Linked DNA regions of Sus scrofa: region 1 is linked to region 2. A link is a contact called in public Hi-C data. All regions are on one chromosome and are shown on one strand. The core of a region is the stretch at or near the end of the contact, and the rest is flanking DNA. Distances in the headings are between cores, read along the strand shown. Region 1 overlaps LOC110255633 (a long non-coding RNA gene). Region 2 has its middle 310 kb from the start of HLX.

Region 1 (3,893 bases), core at 1,155-3,654, 140 kb before region 2:
TTTTTGGTGAAACATCTATTCATGTCCTTTCCTTTTTTTTTTTCATTGGGTTGTTTGATTCCTTATTGTTGAGCTTAAGAGTCCTTTGTCCTCGTTACAAGTCTGTTAGATATGTAACTGGAAAATATCTTCTCCTCGTCAGTGCTTGGAGACTGACTTTTATTCTCTTGATAGTGGAGAGTGATTTGCCAGCGCAAAGTTTTACATTTTTTTCATTACCGAAAAATTAAAGTATAGTCGATTTACAATGTTGTGCCAGTTTCTCCTGTTCAGCAAAGTGACCCAGTCATATATATATATGTATAGATTATAACCAAATATATTTACATATTATTATTACATGTAGTCATAAATATATATATGTATATATATACATTTACTTTGCTCATATGATCTTCCATCATTTTCCGAACTCGTGGGAAAATTTTTAATTTTAATAAAGGCCAATTATTCTGCTTCATGGATTGTGGGTATGTGGTCATTTCCAACACTTGGCCCAACCCCAGCTCATGAACATCTTCTGCTGTCTTGAAAACTTTTACGGTTTTCGGATGAATGCACTGGCTTTTGATGAACAAAGGAAATGAGGTCCTTGACAACAGTTTCCTTCTTTGTGTTGTAGTTAGTTTGTTCCTCTTGAACCTGGGGAGACACCGGAGCCTTTTACACAGAACCGCACGCCTGGGAAGGGCTCCCTGGTCACAGACAGGACTGTAGTCTGTTGTCTGCAATGAAGTTTTTTTAAAAAGTCAGATAAACAGGTGTTTTCGTGTGTCAGACTCACAGGTGTGTTACTTGTGACCTGAACTGGGCTATTACGTACCACGCTGTGTGTGGCCTCTGCTACCTACCCAGCGTCTGAAGAAATATGAATCCTGAAATACATTTACGCATAAGGGCTTCGGGAGGAGGGAGGATTGCTATCTGAAATTTCAATGTTTCTCGTTGTGGCTTCAGGAAACCTCTTCCTCAGGCCTCTCCTACTCTTTTCGAAAGTCCTTGCTACCGTGCCTGAGGGTGGGAGGTGGGGACATCGCCCACAGAGCTTCATTCCCCCGGAGTGATGCGTCTTCTCTTGTAACACAGGAGGATTTATGACACCTTTTCCCATCTTCTTTGTGGTAGTAAATAAAAAATGGAACTCCTGCCATGGGGCAAAAGGATCGGTGGTGTCTTAGGAGCACTGAGATGCAGGTTCGATCCCCAGCCCCGCACAGTGGGCTAGGAGCTGGTGTGGCTGCAGCGGTGGTGGTGGAGGTGGCAGCTGCAGCTCAGCTCCGATACCTGGCCTGGGGCGGCCAAAAAAGGGAAAATGGAGCAGTCGGCCTCTGACTATCAGAGAAGGCCTTTATTTCCGAGTTACGGCGTGTACGGGTACGTGTGTGTGATTTAGAAACAGGATGGTGGACCCAGGGCGGGATGCTGTGTGTCCATGAGGGCCCCCCTGAAACACGTGTGATGCGACTTGAAACTGCCTGGCACACAGCAAAAGCCTGATAAAGTTGGACCAAGGCCATCCTGACCACACAGCTTGTCATTTCAGGAGCAGCAGTGCCTGGGATTTTCTCTGAGGAAGTCAGCTGAGAAATCAGCAGATGCAGGAGAAATCAGAGACCCCCCCAGCCCTTCCCTGTGTCACGTAACAGACTCCCTGGTCCAACCTGAAGACGCACTGCGTCTTTCCTCCTCCCTTCCTCCTACAAAGATGACAATGAGGGCCCATGATTTGATCCCATCCTCTGTCTGAAATCAAGTACATGCCGAGGAAATTCAGGGACTACTCTCAGTAGGCTTCTAGAAGCTTATCTCCAGACTTAAAAATTAAAGAGAACAAAACTAGGAGCTAGGAGCAACCAGAAAGAGGGATTGGCTTTCCGTGTCTTTCAGTTACGTGTTTTTCTCTTGGGGGGATTCGATTTGGAGAAAAACACTTGGATGGAGGCAGGATCAGCTCAGGGGCAGGGCCATATTTAGAAGCTCGACATGCTTGTTTTTTTGTGTGTGTTTTTTTGTGGTGCCAAAGGAATCGACACTTCGTTTTTATTCCCCCAAAGAAAACAGAAGCTCATTATCCTGACAGAGGAAGTCCAGAACTTTTTAGGTGGAGATTAAACTTTACTCTCAAACACTGAGGCTCCTGTTCAGCTTCTTGGTTGAGCGATTTTAGTAGCTTTTAAAAATGGTTAGCATGCTCCGTTGCTCAGCTTTCTAAATAATTTAGAGAACTTGTGACCCGGAGCTTTCATGGAGCTGATGTAACTGTTCTGGAAATCTCTTGACTTGAACTTGAGACTCACTTTCCTACAGCTGCAGTATGTCCACGGTCAACAGCAGTCTGTACCCAGAAAGAGGAGGGGAAATGGGGGTGGGAGGTGGAGGGGGAGCCGTCCTCAAAGAATTCTGTCCTGGCCTGCAGTTCTACACATTCACCACCAGGTGTCTGTCTTCACACGAGCAGTCTTGCTGGGGTGAGGCACCACTTGACTGCCAGATTGTTTTTAAAACTAAAGCAATTTTCTAGATGTTGCTGCAAGTGGGTATAAATGTGCACATATAAAATGAAGTCTCAGAGCCAAAGGAATAATTTTCAGTCCCTCATCTAAGTAGGAGTAATCATTCTCTCCTTGTGTTTATCTTCTGATGTCTGGGAGAACAAATTAAGGCAGTTCAGTGGCCAATGATTTGGAAAATGGTGAAAAAAAAAAAAAAAAAAAAAAAAAGACTTGTCCTCTTCCAAAACCTCGTCTGGTGTTTGTAAAATTCAATGTTCTTAGTGTGCAAACAGGTTTATGCTCCCAGAAATCTTTCTTTTGTAAAAATAGACAAATTCTCTTCTCAGCTGGCTTCCTATTCTGGAGTGGGGCGTGATGGTTCAGTTTCTGCCTTAGCAGCATTTCAATTTCAACCCTTGGCTCTGAGATGGTTGAAAAATATCTCTCTTTTGAAGTGTAAAAATGAGATTTTATTTCTTTCTGCCCAGAATTGAGAGCGATAACTACCTAGTTACCTGATCTGGTAACTCTAGTGGGGTTGGGAAGGCATACATGATGCCCACGAGTCCATGCTCGGGAGGAAGTACTGCTCTTGCTGTCCCCTGATTGAGCAGGTTCATGGCTATCTCTTTAGGTACTTAGTTAGTCTGTTACACAGAAGATAATTACCATCAGAAATCCTCCCTCTTCACTCTTGCTGGACAAAACACGGATGTTTCTGAGAGCCCTAGATGTCCTTGTCTCTGCTTTAGTGAAATTACACATCCATGAGAGTAAAACAGTCAGCTAGTCCAGGAGAGGTACTTTATGGGAAAGAACTGTGCTATCTTAATATAGCCGCTTCAGTGGGGTGTTGGGAGGGAACGGAGATAAACATACTGTATATCAAAGCACAGTGCTGAATCCAAAACTTCCTTTTCTGTCATTGCTGTTCATTTTTGCTTGGTTTTATTATTTTTGATATCTTTGGGACATTCAAATTAGTTTCTCAAGTGACTAGACACATAAAGGTATTTGGAACAGGAGCAAAACAAGCCCTCAGCCCTCACCAATGCTGGTGGTCTGTCATTTCTAGACCCTCAAATATTTTTAGATATATTGATTACAGCTCTGTTTCCTTCCAACTTTTGTGTTTAATAACACAATTACCTATGCCATTTGTTACTAATATGACCAATGTTTATTTACTGCCTACTGTGAACTTCATGCTGAGGATAAAATAACAGTCCACTCTGGAGTTCCTGTTGTGGCTCAGTGGGTTAAGAACCTGACTAGTATCCATGAGGATGCAGGTTCGATCCCTGGCCTTGCTCCCTGGGTTAAAGATCTGGTGTTGCTGCACATTGAAGCGTGGGTCATAGGTGTGGCTCTGCTCCAGTGTTGCTGTGGCTGTGGTGTAGG
Region 2 (4,130 bases), core at 98-2,597:
GAGAAATTAGTCACACAACCAGAATTCTGGATACTGTAAGTTGTCTTTAAAAGGATCCGTAATTGCAACTAATTTCAACTTTCCCCCAAACTCTATGACTCGTGTCAAAGCCAAAAATAAAACATAAAAAATGCATCCCTGTTTAACTGAAATCAAATGAACTGGAGAGCTGCCAGGTCTTGCTTTGTTTTACGCTCTGTGGAGACAGGGCTAGTCCCTCATCTTTTCAACATTTATGGGAAGTACGTTGCTCTTGAGTCTTATCCTCCCCCCGCCCCCATGGATTAAGGGGAAAACAGTTCTGTTCTTTGCCACAGAGGATAAGTTGAAAACAGCAGGATAAGAAAATCCTACCCAATCCTAAAATGGAAGCATAAGCACATCCTACTCAACTCCCTCCTTAAACAACAAAAGCAACAACAGCAACAGAGATGGCGTCGAATGTTATCATGGAAGTGACCTCAGAGAGAACCAATCCTTTCAAATCACCGGGAGGAACAGAGACTAAGAGAAAGTAACTGGCAGCTCCCTGGGGCCCGGAAGGAAGCCACACGACGGTTTTTCTAAAACCCATCTCCTGGTGCCCAGATCCGTGCTTTACCAATTGAACCCTCCTGAATCCAAAGCATCAAAAGTGGAAAATTCATCCCCACCAGTTACTTAGAATCGCATAGAGCAAAGCTAAGAAGGAACTGCTGACCTCAGTAGTGACTAACGTGTTTACGACACACTCAGCATCCGCACAGTCGGCTCAGTCTAGATGGCGGTTCTGACACCTTGCAACTACTGTTCAACTGGTGAGGAAAGTCGAGAATGACAGCAGCTAGCAAAGACCCTGCCAGCATTTCTGAGGCCATTCCCAGAGCAGGACTCTTCCTCCTAAAAGAGCACTCTGACCCTTCGTGTGTCACAATGTTGGACGGAAGACGGGGTCAGCCACGAAAGAGCCAGTGGAGTCCAAACTGGGATCCACAGACAAGGAAACAGGGAAAAAAGATGGGGTTTAGAAAGGGCTGCCTAAAACCTTGACACATCCGCACCCACTAGAAAACCAGGAAGAAACCTAATTTCCAGGACACACTGGGGAGAAGAGAAGGGATGTTGAGATTTTCTAACCTAAATCCCACGTGCAACACGGAGTCGTTATAAAAATAGATTCAAGGACATGGGGGCCTTGTAGTCGGGGGGACAGAAAGGTACCACTGAGCAAACTGAGAAATAATAAAGACTTTCACAGTAAGGTTTTTCTGGTGTTTGATGCTCAATGGCGGCTCTGATGCTCTCCCCCCTCCATGTTCTCCACAGTAAATCAGAAACCACATGACCTTCCTTTGTCGTGCTGTAATTTACAGAGGCGCAGCGTAGCAAGAAAAACAAATGACACTGACTCAGATTCCAAAGGACCCAAGGATCAGATTTCCAGGCAAGAGTTGTGAATAGTGTTTATCCGGCAGTATAATTTTTTTTCAGTGTGTGGCTCTGTGTGTGTGGTTAAGCCTGGGTCTAGCAAACAGAAACAAGAGGGCAAGGGGAATAATAATTTTCGTTATATCTGAAGAAAGGGCTTTTTTACACTGCACATAAGTGCTCTAAATTCCAACGAGTTCACTCGGGGCTCAGAAAAGAAAGAAGGAGAAGAAAGCACGAAAAGAGGAAGGAGGAAAGGAAAGAAGAGGGGAAGGAGGGAGGGAGGGAGAAAAGAAGCAGAAGAGAGAGAAAGGCATGCTTAGGTGAAACCTACTGCTCAGGAGAAAAACAAAGTGAGGCCACATGTTGGGGACTAAATGTGTTTTCACATGTGAACACCAATATATTATTGACTTGCCTCGAGTCATAAATATGACAATTTGCCTCATTTCATAGTGAGGTCAGGCTCAGCCCAAATAAGCAGCCATCCTCTGCTTGCTTAATGTTCCTAAATATGAGCTTTCCCCAAAGCTCTCCGCGCATATAATGTAACGCATGTGCGTATGCGGCGGGGAGGGGGCATCGGGGAGGTGACAGAAAGCAAGCTGTGAACACAAAGATACTTTTAAGCTGAATACTTGTACATGATATATAGAACAGAAGATCGTCCATCACGGTTATTGAAACTGTGACCAGCAAAGCTATAAACCTGACACGAAAGAAGAGAAAATATGACTTGTTAGGTTGAAAAAGCACCAAAGAGGGAATTATAAAAGGGAAAATTTCATGACAAATTAGTTTGTATTTTTTGTTTTCATTTCTGACACATGGAAGGAAATGCTATATGTTTGCTTAAGGAAGTGCAAATTTCTCCACTTCATCCATTTAAAATCCTCACCCTTAGGCCTTTTGTACTGAAGCATAAAGTTTGGAGACCTTAAATAGTCATAATGTTTCCCAGAAGAATTTGGCCTCAGAAACATATTACAATTCAGAAGGGATAAAAAGGAAAACCATTTTACAGCAATCTGGCGGTGTCTGCTTCGGATGGCTCAGGAGGAGCATCCGTTCATTCTCATGGTTCCTTTACCACACTTGATGAAATATTAGATGCAATTGGAACAAGCGGCTCAAGCAAGAAAGCCATAAACTTGGCAACGGTGCTGTAAAACAAAGGTGCGCGAACGTGAAATAGGTCTCAGATTGGGGGAAAAACACGCCCAGTGGCTTGCTCGTGGAAGAGTCTTACAACGGGCTGGAAAGTTACAGATGTCGAGGACCAATCCGGATGCCAGTGTGCGGTTTTATACCCAATTCCCCTCTGGGAGCCAAGACGTGGAGCTTATTCACAGCCCTTCCCCAGCTCTGGGGAGCAGCTCAAGCAGAGCCAATCAAAGAAGAAAGCTCAAGTTCAAGACAATGTACTGGAAATTGCCTATTTTAAGGTCCTCGGCAATTTCTGCTGGTGGGGAGGGGAGGGTGGAGGTGGATGAAGAGGTGCAGGGCAAAGAGAAGACTAAATGCTGAAAAGGCAATTGCCACAGATGCAACACAGTCATAGCAATCATAACAATGATGCTGTGTTTTCAGGAGAGGTCTAATACCTTTCAGTTAGAGCTTCAGCTCAATCTTTAAAGGCAGCAATTCTCCCTAAAGCGATCTACAAAAAAAATTATAGAATTCTACCATCCCAATCAAAATCTCAATAAATGTTTTTAACTTGAAAAATAATTTTAAAATGTGGCTGAAAGAATGAACGAGAAGAAAGAGCTAAGAAAATTCTGGGAAGGAAGATTAATGGGGGAGGGGTACTTACCCTAACAGATACTAAAATTAACTACAAAATCATCATCACTAAAACAATCTAATTTGGGGGCAGGAGTGGAACTGAGTAGAAAAGTAATACCAACATACATGTAAACTTAGCATATATTAAAGGGGGGATTTCAAATCAGTGCAAAAAAAAGATGGCGTATGCTTATAATAATGTCGGAAAAAATCTGTAAGTAATTTATAAAGTAAATTAAGCTGCATCCCAACTCACTCCTCATTCCAATATAAATTTTGAATGAATCAAGTATTTAAGTAAAAAGAAATGCAAACATAAAAGCACTAGGAAAATATCATTGAATACTTTTATAATTTTGTGATGGAGAGACCTATTCCAAGTATAACAGAAAATTCAGAAACCATAAAATATAATAAAATTTTCTGCATAAATATAAGACGAAATGTTGTGCAAAAAATCAACAAACTCAAAACACTGAAGATAACAAACTGGGAAATACATAATATTATACTTTTATTTTAGCAAATTGTTTGTATAAATAAATTAAGGCATTTACTATAACTAATATACAAAGAGTTCTCAGAAATAAATAAGAGGACAACCCCAATAGAAAAATGTATGGATAATATGTACAAACAATTAACAGCAGAAATACAAATAGCCATCATAACTAAGAAAAATATTAAACCTCACTAATAATTAAAGAAATGTAAATAAAAATGCCAAAGAGACATCATTTTCATTAATCAGACTGGTGATCATTTTTCAAATAAAAAGGAAAGAATCATTGAGAATCTACCAGAAAATCCTTCTACATTCCACTTCTCACCGCCTTTACAGCTGCCAACAAATCCAACAACCCTCCTGTCTAGGCTGCTGTTGTAGCTTCTGTAGTGGTGCTTATACATTTGTCCTTCTACAGCCCATTTATCTT

What was found. A called contact is a pair of places that touch in the nucleus more often than the background predicts.
Region 1: a Hi-C map of mesenteric adipose tissue shows a contact between it and region 2, with 2.3 times the contacts expected there. The contact joins two enhancer-like sites. A contact is called at or near these places in 5 of 47 Hi-C or Micro-C datasets (brain, embryonic fibroblasts, mesenteric adipose tissue and 2 more) and 1 of 2 datasets of contacts at active chromatin or transcription factors (skeletal muscle).

The regions. Positions count from the first base shown.
Region 1 is chr10:10,714,617-10,718,509 of Sscrofa11.1, reverse strand. The region is part of intron 1 of LOC110255633 (a long non-coding RNA gene); the gene reads right to left. Among named protein-coding and RNA genes, the nearest start is that of DUSP10, 190 kb to the left of the region's middle. Within about 2 kb of position 2,404, at least 24 of the 83 cell types and tissues checked have an H3K27ac peak or open chromatin away from gene starts, as enhancers often do. A contact at or near this core is called in mesenteric adipose tissue, where this site is marked.
Region 2 is chr10:10,572,233-10,576,362 of Sscrofa11.1, reverse strand. No RefSeq gene overlaps it. Among named protein-coding and RNA genes, the nearest start is that of HLX, 310 kb to the right of the region's middle. Within about 2 kb of position 1,347, at least 13 of the 83 cell types and tissues checked have an H3K27ac peak or open chromatin away from gene starts, as enhancers often do. A contact at or near this core is called in mesenteric adipose tissue, where this site is marked.